Linked DNA regions of Sus scrofa: region 2 is linked to region 1. A link is a contact called in public HiChIP or PLAC-seq data. All regions are on one chromosome and are shown on one strand. The core of a region is the stretch at or near the end of the contact, and the rest is flanking DNA. Distances in the headings are between cores, read along the strand shown. Region 1 overlaps PLAT (plasminogen activator, tissue type). Region 2 holds the start of VDAC3 (voltage-dependent anion channel 1 pseudogene 5).

The links. HiChIP or PLAC-seq counts read pairs in DNA pulled down with a chosen protein or histone mark.
Region 2: an H3K27ac HiChIP or PLAC-seq map of alveolar macrophages shows a contact between it and region 1. The contact joins the promoter of VDAC3 here to the enhancer-like site in region 1. A contact is called at or near these places in 5 of 5 promoter capture datasets (fetal liver, fetal skeletal muscle, liver and 1 more), 29 of 47 Hi-C or Micro-C datasets (adipose tissue, alveolar macrophages, blood and 16 more) and 2 of 2 datasets of contacts at active chromatin or transcription factors (alveolar macrophages and skeletal muscle).

What each region holds. Positions count from the first base shown.
Region 1 is chr17:11,198,293-11,202,622 of Sscrofa11.1, reverse strand. It overlaps PLAT (plasminogen activator, tissue type), which reads left to right. Exons shown (of 16, transcript NM_214054.1): 9 at 355-440; 10 at 1,940-2,127; 11 at 2,130-2,134; 12 at 2,227-2,363; 13 at 2,518-2,596; 14 at 2,599-2,657; 15 at 3,606-3,772. Among named protein-coding and RNA genes, the nearest start is that of PLAT, 23 kb to the left of the region's middle. Within about 2 kb of position 1,907, at least 6 of the 83 cell types and tissues checked have an H3K27ac peak or open chromatin away from gene starts, as enhancers often do. A contact at or near this core is called in alveolar macrophages, omental adipose tissue and retroperitoneal adipose tissue, where this site is marked.
Region 2 is chr17:11,411,050-11,415,379 of Sscrofa11.1, reverse strand. VDAC3 (voltage-dependent anion channel 1 pseudogene 5) reads right to left here and starts at 2,381. Exons shown (of 8, transcript NM_214364.1): 1 at 2,315-2,381; 2 at 1,458-1,507. The coding sequence starts at 2,381.

The DNA.
Region 1 (4,330 bases), core at 658-3,157:
GTTACCTGAAAGACCGAGATGGGATGGAACAATGGCCTCCAACCTATTCACTGGTAGAATAGCACCCATTGTGAAAAGTCAAGTCCTCCAGTTTTACGACCCAAATCCCAAGTTTGAGGGGCTGTCCCCTAGCCACCTGGTCCTCATCTGCCCGTTCCTCACCTGGCCTTTTTATTCCATTTAAGAGTTTTCTCCTAGCACAGCTGGGAGATGAGAACGTAATGTTGATGCAAGAAAAACAAAGTTACAGTAGTTTTCCTATGGTGGGGTCAGCGGTGGAGCCCCGTAGAGAGCTCAGGGTCCTTCCTTCCCCTACTTGTGATGTGAGTGGAAACCCTCATCCCTTCCGACTAGGAATCCAGATGGGGACACCCAGCCTTGGTGCCACGTGCTGAAGGACCATAAGCTGACCTGGGAGTACTGTGACCTGCCTCAGTGCGGTAAGAAGGCCCTGGCCCCCCCTCCCTCTCTCAGCCTCACTCTTAGCGGTTTCTTCTGCCACTGCCTCTGTCTGCACTGTGGCTGGTTCAGACTGTGCAGCTGCCAGATTTTCAGAAAGGCGGGGCCTTGATGGGGAGGGGGCTTCCACCACCGAGCCAAAGATGGGATGGCAACAGTCTTGGGCAGGTGATGGGGGGAGGGGGGGACCAAAATAAGGAAAAGAATGCACCAGTTTCTCTTAGAAGCCATAGGCTCCAGGCTCTCTCTGGATGGCTCTGTCAGTGATGACAGTGGTGGTGTCAGGAGAGGACAGCACATGCTCATTGCCCCCTCGATGCTTCTAGGTTCTCCCAACAAGGTGGTGAGGGTGGCCTTCCCACCCCATTCTACTGGTTAGGAAGCAAGCTCTCAGATGTCACGTGACTTGCCCACGCTGGCTGGGTTTGGGAATAGAGCTAAGGCCTGACCCATCATTTGACTCCAGGGCCTGTGCAAGGACAGGCTGTGAACAATCCTGCCTTTCTCTCAGAAGCCAGTTAACCCAGGGGAACAGGCTTAGGGATACGGGGTGGAGACAGAAAGACATTCAGCTTGGCCCACTTTCCTAAGAAATGAAACTTGAGAAATTGTCTGAAAATAGGCTGTTATTAATCGGTTCCTGAGAACCCACAGATCAGCCAAACTCAGGGAATATAGAGTTTAATCGGGCAGGTAAGACACCAGCTCCCAGTAATCTCACAGCCAAGGTCACAAATGGCATGACTTCGGGAGCCATATTATCAGGCTGGCTCAGAGCCTGCTGGACTGGAGTTTTAGGGAAGAGGCAGGATTTCACTCTAGCCTTGAAGGAGGGTTGAGGTTGAGGAGATGGGAAAGCAATGAGGAAATAGTTCCCAGGAGAATTGCAATGCCCTGTTCTTTCTTTTTTCTTTTTTTTACTTTCTTTTTTCTTTTTATGACCACACCCGGCATGTGGAAGTTCCCAGGCTAGGGGTCAAATCAGAGCTACAGCTGAGGTCTGTGCCACAGCCACCACAACACTGAGTCAGAGGCGCATCTGTGACCCACACAGCTTGTGGCAACACCAGATCCTTAACCCACTGAGCGAGGCGGGGATCAAACCCGCATCCTCATGGAGACTATGTTGTGTTCTTAAACTGTTGAGCCACAATGAGAACTCCCGCCTCATTATTTCTCAAGCCAGCAAGTGGCTACAGAAAGAAACTAGAGGTGGTGACGCATAGCAGAAAGACCCTGGTTTGGGGGTCAGACAGATCTGGGTTCAGGTGCCTCTCTGAAGCTGGGAGCTGTGAGGGTTAAAGAGAGCCTCTGCCCAGTGCTCGGTGGGTCCTGTGACTCACTGCAGGCCAGCTGTGGATTTATTGCCGTGGAGGCTGTTCTGTGGTTCTATAGGAGGACACACCAGGCAAAACACTAAGACAGGGCTCGGGGAGGTTGCCCCAGGTCTGACCCCCTGCTCTGCCCTTTCCTCACCCAGTCACCTGCGGCCTGAGACAGTACAAGGAGCCCCAGTTCCGCATCAAAGGAGGCCTCTATGCTGACATCACCTCGCACCCATGGCAGGCTGCCATCTTCGTCAAGAACCGGAGGTCCCCAGGAGAGAGGTTTCTGTGTGGGGGGATCCTGATCAGCTCCTGCTGGGTGCTGTCAGCTGCTCACTGCTTCCAGAGAGGTAGGGAGGGAACCCAGGTGGGCCATCCTCCTCCCTAAGACCTTGGACCAGGCCCGGTGGGGAGGAGCATCCTAAGGCCGTCTCTCTGCCAGGTTCCCTCCCCACCACGTCAGGGTGGTCTTGGGCAGAACGTATAGGCTGGTCCCTGGAGAGGAGGAGCAGGCGTTTGAAGTGGAAAAATACATCGTCCACAAGGAATTTAATGACGACACTTACGACAATGACATTGGTAAGGGGTGGGGAATCCGGATGGCCCAGCTCCGAGGGCCATCACACCTTCTTCCAGACCCCCCCCCCACACACCCCACCCCACTTCCCCATCCCATCCCCCCACCCCGCCCACCCCAGACAAAGCTCACCCTTCCCCGCCCCTCTCCCTCCAGCTCTGCTGCAGCTGAAATCAGACTCGCTGACCTGCGCCCAGGAAAGTGATGCGGTCCGAACCGTCTGCCTCCCGGAGGCCACCTGCAGCTGCCCGATTGGACGGAGTGCGAGCTGTCCGGCTACGGCAAGCATGAAGCCTGTGAGTGTGAGGAAGTGGAGGCCCCATCCTGTCTGTTTTGGGGTGGCCTGGCGAGCGGGGGTACTGACCAGATAGAGGAGAAAGGGGTCCCCTGAGAGTGTCCAGCCTGGGGTCAGGCCCTGCTGCGATGACAGTGGAGGGAGGGCAAGTTCCTGCCCCCAGGGAGGCCCCACCCTCCTGGCCTCTCAGAGGAGCCATGCAGGTTAAGAGGAGTCTGAATAGCACGAGTGCTTTGAGAGCTTAAGGTTTCCAGGAGATCCTTTTTTGCTTTTTAGGGCCACACTCGAGGCATATGGAGGTTCCCAAGCTAAGGGTCCAATTGGAGCTGTAGCTGCCGGCTTACACCACAGTCACAGCAATGCCAGATCTGAGCTGCATCTGTGACCTACACCACAGCTCATGGCAACGCCAGATCCTTAACCCACTGAGTGAAGCCAGGGATCCAAACCACAACCTCATGGTTCCTAGTCAGATTCGTTTCCGCTGCGCCACATGGGAACTCCCAAGAGATTCTGATAGGAAGTGGAGAGAGATGGAGTTCCCGTTGTGGCTCAGTGGGTTACGAACCCCAACTGATATCCATGAGGACACAGGTTCCATCCCTGGCATTGCTCAGTGGGTTAAGGATCCAGCGTTGCCATGAGCTGTGGTGTAGGTTGCAGAGGCGGCTTGGATCTGGTGTTGCTGTGGTTCTGGTGTAGGCTGGTGGCTACAACTCCAATTAGACCCCTAGCCTGGGAACCTCCATATGCCATGGGTGTGGCCCTAGAAAAGACAAAAAAGACAAAAAAATAAAAAATAAACATTACCAATTTCATAAGATTCAATTTCATACATGTAACAAATTGATAAATGTTAGCTACTATTGGAAAGTTTGGCTTTCTCCTTCAAAAGGGTTATAAATAACTTTCCCTAAAACCACAAGAAGTCTTTCCTCCTCTCTTTCAGCTTCTCCTTTCTATTCTGAGCGGCTGAAGGAGGCTCATGTCCGGCTGTACCCATCCAGCCGCTGCACTTCAAAACATTTGTTTAATAAAACCATCACCAACAATATGCTGTGTGCCGGGGACACACGAAGTGGTGGGGACAATGCAAACCTGCACGACGCCTGCCAGGTAAACTCAGCGTCTCTCCTATCCCTCGACCCATCCCTTCACTCCTGACCCATCCCTTCACTGCTGCCCCCTGCTCCAAGGGCAAAATGTTCCTCTACCAACAGATTCCAACCAAGAAAAAAAAAGTAAGGAGTTCCTGTTGTGGTTCAGTGGTAATGAACCCGGCTATATCCATGACGATTTGGGTTCCATCCCTGGCTCAGTGGTTAAGGATCTGGCTTTGCCATGAGCTGCAGTGTAGGTCACAGACTTGGCTCAGATCTGACATTGATATGGCTCTGGCGCAGGCCGGCAGCTACAGCTCCAATTGGACCCCTACCCTGGGAACCCCCATATGCTGCAGGTGCAGCCCTAAAAAAAACCCCCAAAAAAAACAAAAAAAGAAAAAAATATATGGCCGGAAAGGAGTGATTCATTTCAGTGAGGTGCTGGGGATTCTAGATGAAGGCCTCAGAGAATAAAGCAATTGGAAAAAGATCAAAGCCATCTAAACTTAAGAAGTCTAAACTGCAGGAAATTTCCCCGAGGTCTGCACCGGAACCTCCACCTGCTACAGGA
Region 2 (4,330 bases), core at 1,132-3,631, 210 kb before region 1:
TATCTACAGTTTTCCATTAAATGCTAGTATACAACAAAACACTCATAAACATGTTACTGTTATAGATGACGTATCACAAAAATATCAAGATATGATCTAAGAAATTTGGAGCAATGGTTGAAATTTATCCTAAATCAGTACCAGAGAAAAAGCAGCCATAAAAACAAGCACACAAATATGCTATTTTTCTTACCATCTGAATGAATATTTCCACACAACAGCAGCATGAGAGGGAGATAAAAATTTCAGTTGTTGATTTTTGCAACAGAAACCTACCCTGAGCAAATTTAGAAACCCTAATCGAAATGAGTATAAATTTTCTATTTTAACAGACAATATAACAAAATCCCATCCTGAAGGGCAGATATATACATATTTACCCTTGGAAAACCCAGGGAAAGAATAATAGTGACAAACCAGGATTATACGGAATGTAAGGCACAGTACCATAACTACTCCACGTGCTTCTTATCTTTATAATTAAATCATTATATCCAGAAATACAATTTGCACTGGTTCGAACAGGTAAATACCAAACAAAAAAGGTACAGTCAATAAGGAGAAGTCAAAGACTAAATTGACTCTCAAGTTGACATGCTGAGACTTACTGAATAAAAGCTCTAGTTAAAGGTGCTGTGACAATATGCTGATAAGCCCTTACCATATTCTTAACTTCCAGTAAAAAAGATTTCATGAACATCAATAAAAACTGTACTGTAGACTAATCTTCTACATGTATTTCTACATTTGTTTCAACTAATCATGAAAGGATTAAAATCAGTTTTGTTTTTATAAAAAGACAATAAAATTTGCATGAACCCAGTATAATGGAGGCAAAGATTTTAGTGTCCACATACATATTCATGAAAGCATAAAGATATGGCATAGGTCAAAAAAAAATGCATATACATGGGAATATATATATATATATATATATATATATGCCCCCATATATACGTGTGTGTGTGTATACATACACCACGCCTTTTAAGAATAAGACTCAGAACACTCTTATTATGACAGACACAAAGGGTCTCCCTGAGAGGAGGAGAAGACTGTAGGGAAGACAGCTTAGCAGGAAAAGCATGTGATTCAAGTAATCTGACTAAACAATGACTTTTAGGAGTTCCTGCCATGGTGCAGCGGAAACGAATCTGACTAGGAACCATGAAGTTGTGGGTTCGATTCCTGGCCTCACTCAGTGGGTTAAGGATCTGGCATTGCCATGAGCTGTGGTGCATGTCACAGACGCTGCTCAGATCTGGCGTTGCTGTGGCTGTGGTGTAGGCTGGCAGCTATAGCTCCATCTGGACCCCTAGCCTGGGAACCTCCATATGCTGTGGATGCGGCTCTAAAAAGACAAAAAAAAAAAAAAAAAAAAAAAAAAACAATGATTTTTAAACAGGTTTCTTTAAGATAATTATGTCAAATATATTAAAAATACATTAAGTACTTACCACTCCACTACATGACTTGGTTCTCAGATCTATTTTGACCATGCCAAACCCTAGACACACACATAAAAACACAGTAATGTACAAAATGTAACATGCACTCTAGTCTTTGCAACTTAGAAATTATGAAAATACTCCACAGTACATTTTATATGGAAAATACACAGTATTCTCACTAAGTGGGAGTTCCACAAGAAACTGAATTATAACAAAATAAGTATAATTTTTAAGTCCCTCAAAATACTAAAGGCATATTTTTGAAATGAGTTAAAAAACAAATGGATGAAAGGAACATATACTATTTTAAGAATCAAAATTAAGAGAAATTATGTAGACATATACACAAGCTTTAAATATAAAAATACACAATTAACATTATTAGTAAATAAAAAATCAAATGAGTACAACACGAAAAATTAAAAATTTAAACACCAAAGATAAATGTCTATTTGGTTTCAAACACTCTATGTTCCTCCAAAGAAGTCAAAAGCTGTATCTTCACTCAAATAATGAAAGCACTGTCATTATTTGGAGGAGCAAAAATATGTCCCCTACTTTAACTGTCCCCAGGGCCTAGCAAAAGGCCCTAGCAAAATATTGCAGATTTATATTATTTCACCCAAAAGATAATATAAAATACGCAAATGTGCTTATGTACACAATGGTTTTTAATGCTTGAGGGCCTCTAACTCTAAAAAAAAAAGAGATCTAGTAATCTGCTAATAGTTATCCCCTTAAATCTTATGAAATAGATTAATGTTGACTTAACCTCATTTTATCAAGTACAGTATCTCCCATATAGCTTAATATATACAGTATTAATGCTTACCCAAATTGGTAATTTACAATAGCACACTTACCATATCCTTTGTTGAAGACATCCTTGGCAGCCTTTCCTAGATCACAGTAAGTTGGTGTGTTACACATATCTTAAAAAAAAAATGAGGACAAAGGAATGAAAATAACCATTTTGCATTTATTCTGTGTTCAACTGTTTGGTCCTGTGAAAAGAGGTATACATTTTTTTCTTCCTCTGCATCGTTAATGCTTATACCCTAATGCAGCAAGGTTAAGAGAAAGCATTCTGCTCCTTTAAAAAGAGCTTTCCAGAACACTGGAGAATAAAAGGGTTTTTTCATGAGACTCACAGAGGTCATCTTTCTGACCTCTTTCCAAGAAAAGAAATTTCTCACAGGCTGAAGGAGACGCTTTTTTAAAACTATATTTTTACTTTTTAAAAATGCAAAAACTTACATTAGAAAAGTATTTCTTGGGCTGTTATAAAGCCAAAGAGCTGTATAAGATGACAAGGTAAATTTTCTGAGGAACTGAAAAAGAGATGCAATTTAAAATCTTCAGGGTTAACATTTTGGCTACTCTGAAATTCAGTCCTTAAACTAAGAATAAGTGAAATACACCCATCCAGAATATGCCCTCTCTCAAAGCTCTTAAAATAAAGTATTATAATCTTACCTATTAGCCAGAAATAGGCTAGATTCTACCTGAAGTAATCGGCTTAACAAAAATCAGTGTATACTCTCAAGTTAAAGCCTTCAAAAACCCAAGGTGCTTGCTTGATCTTTCACCCTGTCTACTTACTATTCAGACAGCCTTTCTGCTGCCAATATGACCCTCACATCAAAATCTTCAGGCCTATCGACACTGCTGCTTCCTTTGCCCTCTTTGCAGAACAGGAAATCTCCTCCTACAGTATCCTCAAAAGCCATGTCTAACCAACTGTAGAACTGCTTCAAGCAACCCCATTACTACTCCCCATTACTCTAGAAAAATCTAGAGCACCAGCTAGCCCTTGCTATTGCTATGCCTGGAGCAAATACACATTCAATCTGCTATTTATTTATATTTAGCCTAGCTCTTAATCTGGCCCTCTGCTAAGTTTCTGTCCCATCCCAACACACCTGAACACAACACACACTTTATGGTACCTCCTTTTTTTTTTTTTTTTTTTTGGTCTTTTTAGGGCCTCACCCTTGGCATATGAAGTTCCCAGGCCAGGGGTCTAATCGGAGCTACAGCTGCTGGCCTACATCACAGCCACAGCAACGCAGGATCCAAGCCACCTCTGTAACCTACACTACAGCTCAGGGCCATGCTGGATCCTTAACCCACCGAGCGAGGTCAGGGATCAAACCTGTATCCTCATGGATACTAGTTGGGTTCATTACCACTGAGCCACGATGGGAACCCCTATGGTGTACTTCTTAATTGTGAATCCATTTAAAATTTCTTTCTTAACTTAGACCTGTCAAATACGATAGACAGTATGATATAGTATAAAAATACATACAAAGTTAAGAGGAAAGCGTATAGAAAAGATAAAAGAAGATAAATGTACTGAGTCATAGCATAATAAAACTTTGGTTTAAACCACAAGGTTTCATAGTTCAGGTCCAGAGAAATTAATTTACAATTCACTCCCTTGTGTTCAAATAATCAATTCTAGACTTTTTACACCCTGCCAATTGCAATCTGATAGTATTCTTTATGATCACAACTGACGCAGGTATCTGTTGAAATTGTGTCAGAAGTCTATAGGTTGGGAGATAAGCAGAGAAAAGCAGGCACTATATATTCAAACAGAAACGTTAAAAAACAAAACTAGACTGTAAAGCCTTAATCTATTGACAAGAGAAAAGATACACTTAAATGTTTAGAAACATCATCTAGGAACCAATTACAATCTTTCTTAGCATTGTGCCTCGTTTTCAAAACTACTGCCAGACACTTTGCAAAAGTTGTATAGGGGATTTGACCTCAAGTTCGCCTGGTTCAAGCTTATTTCTTCAGGCCCGTGATTCTGATGGGAAATGCACTGCTGGTATGATCAAGCAAAAGCTCGAGAAGACTTCACGTTC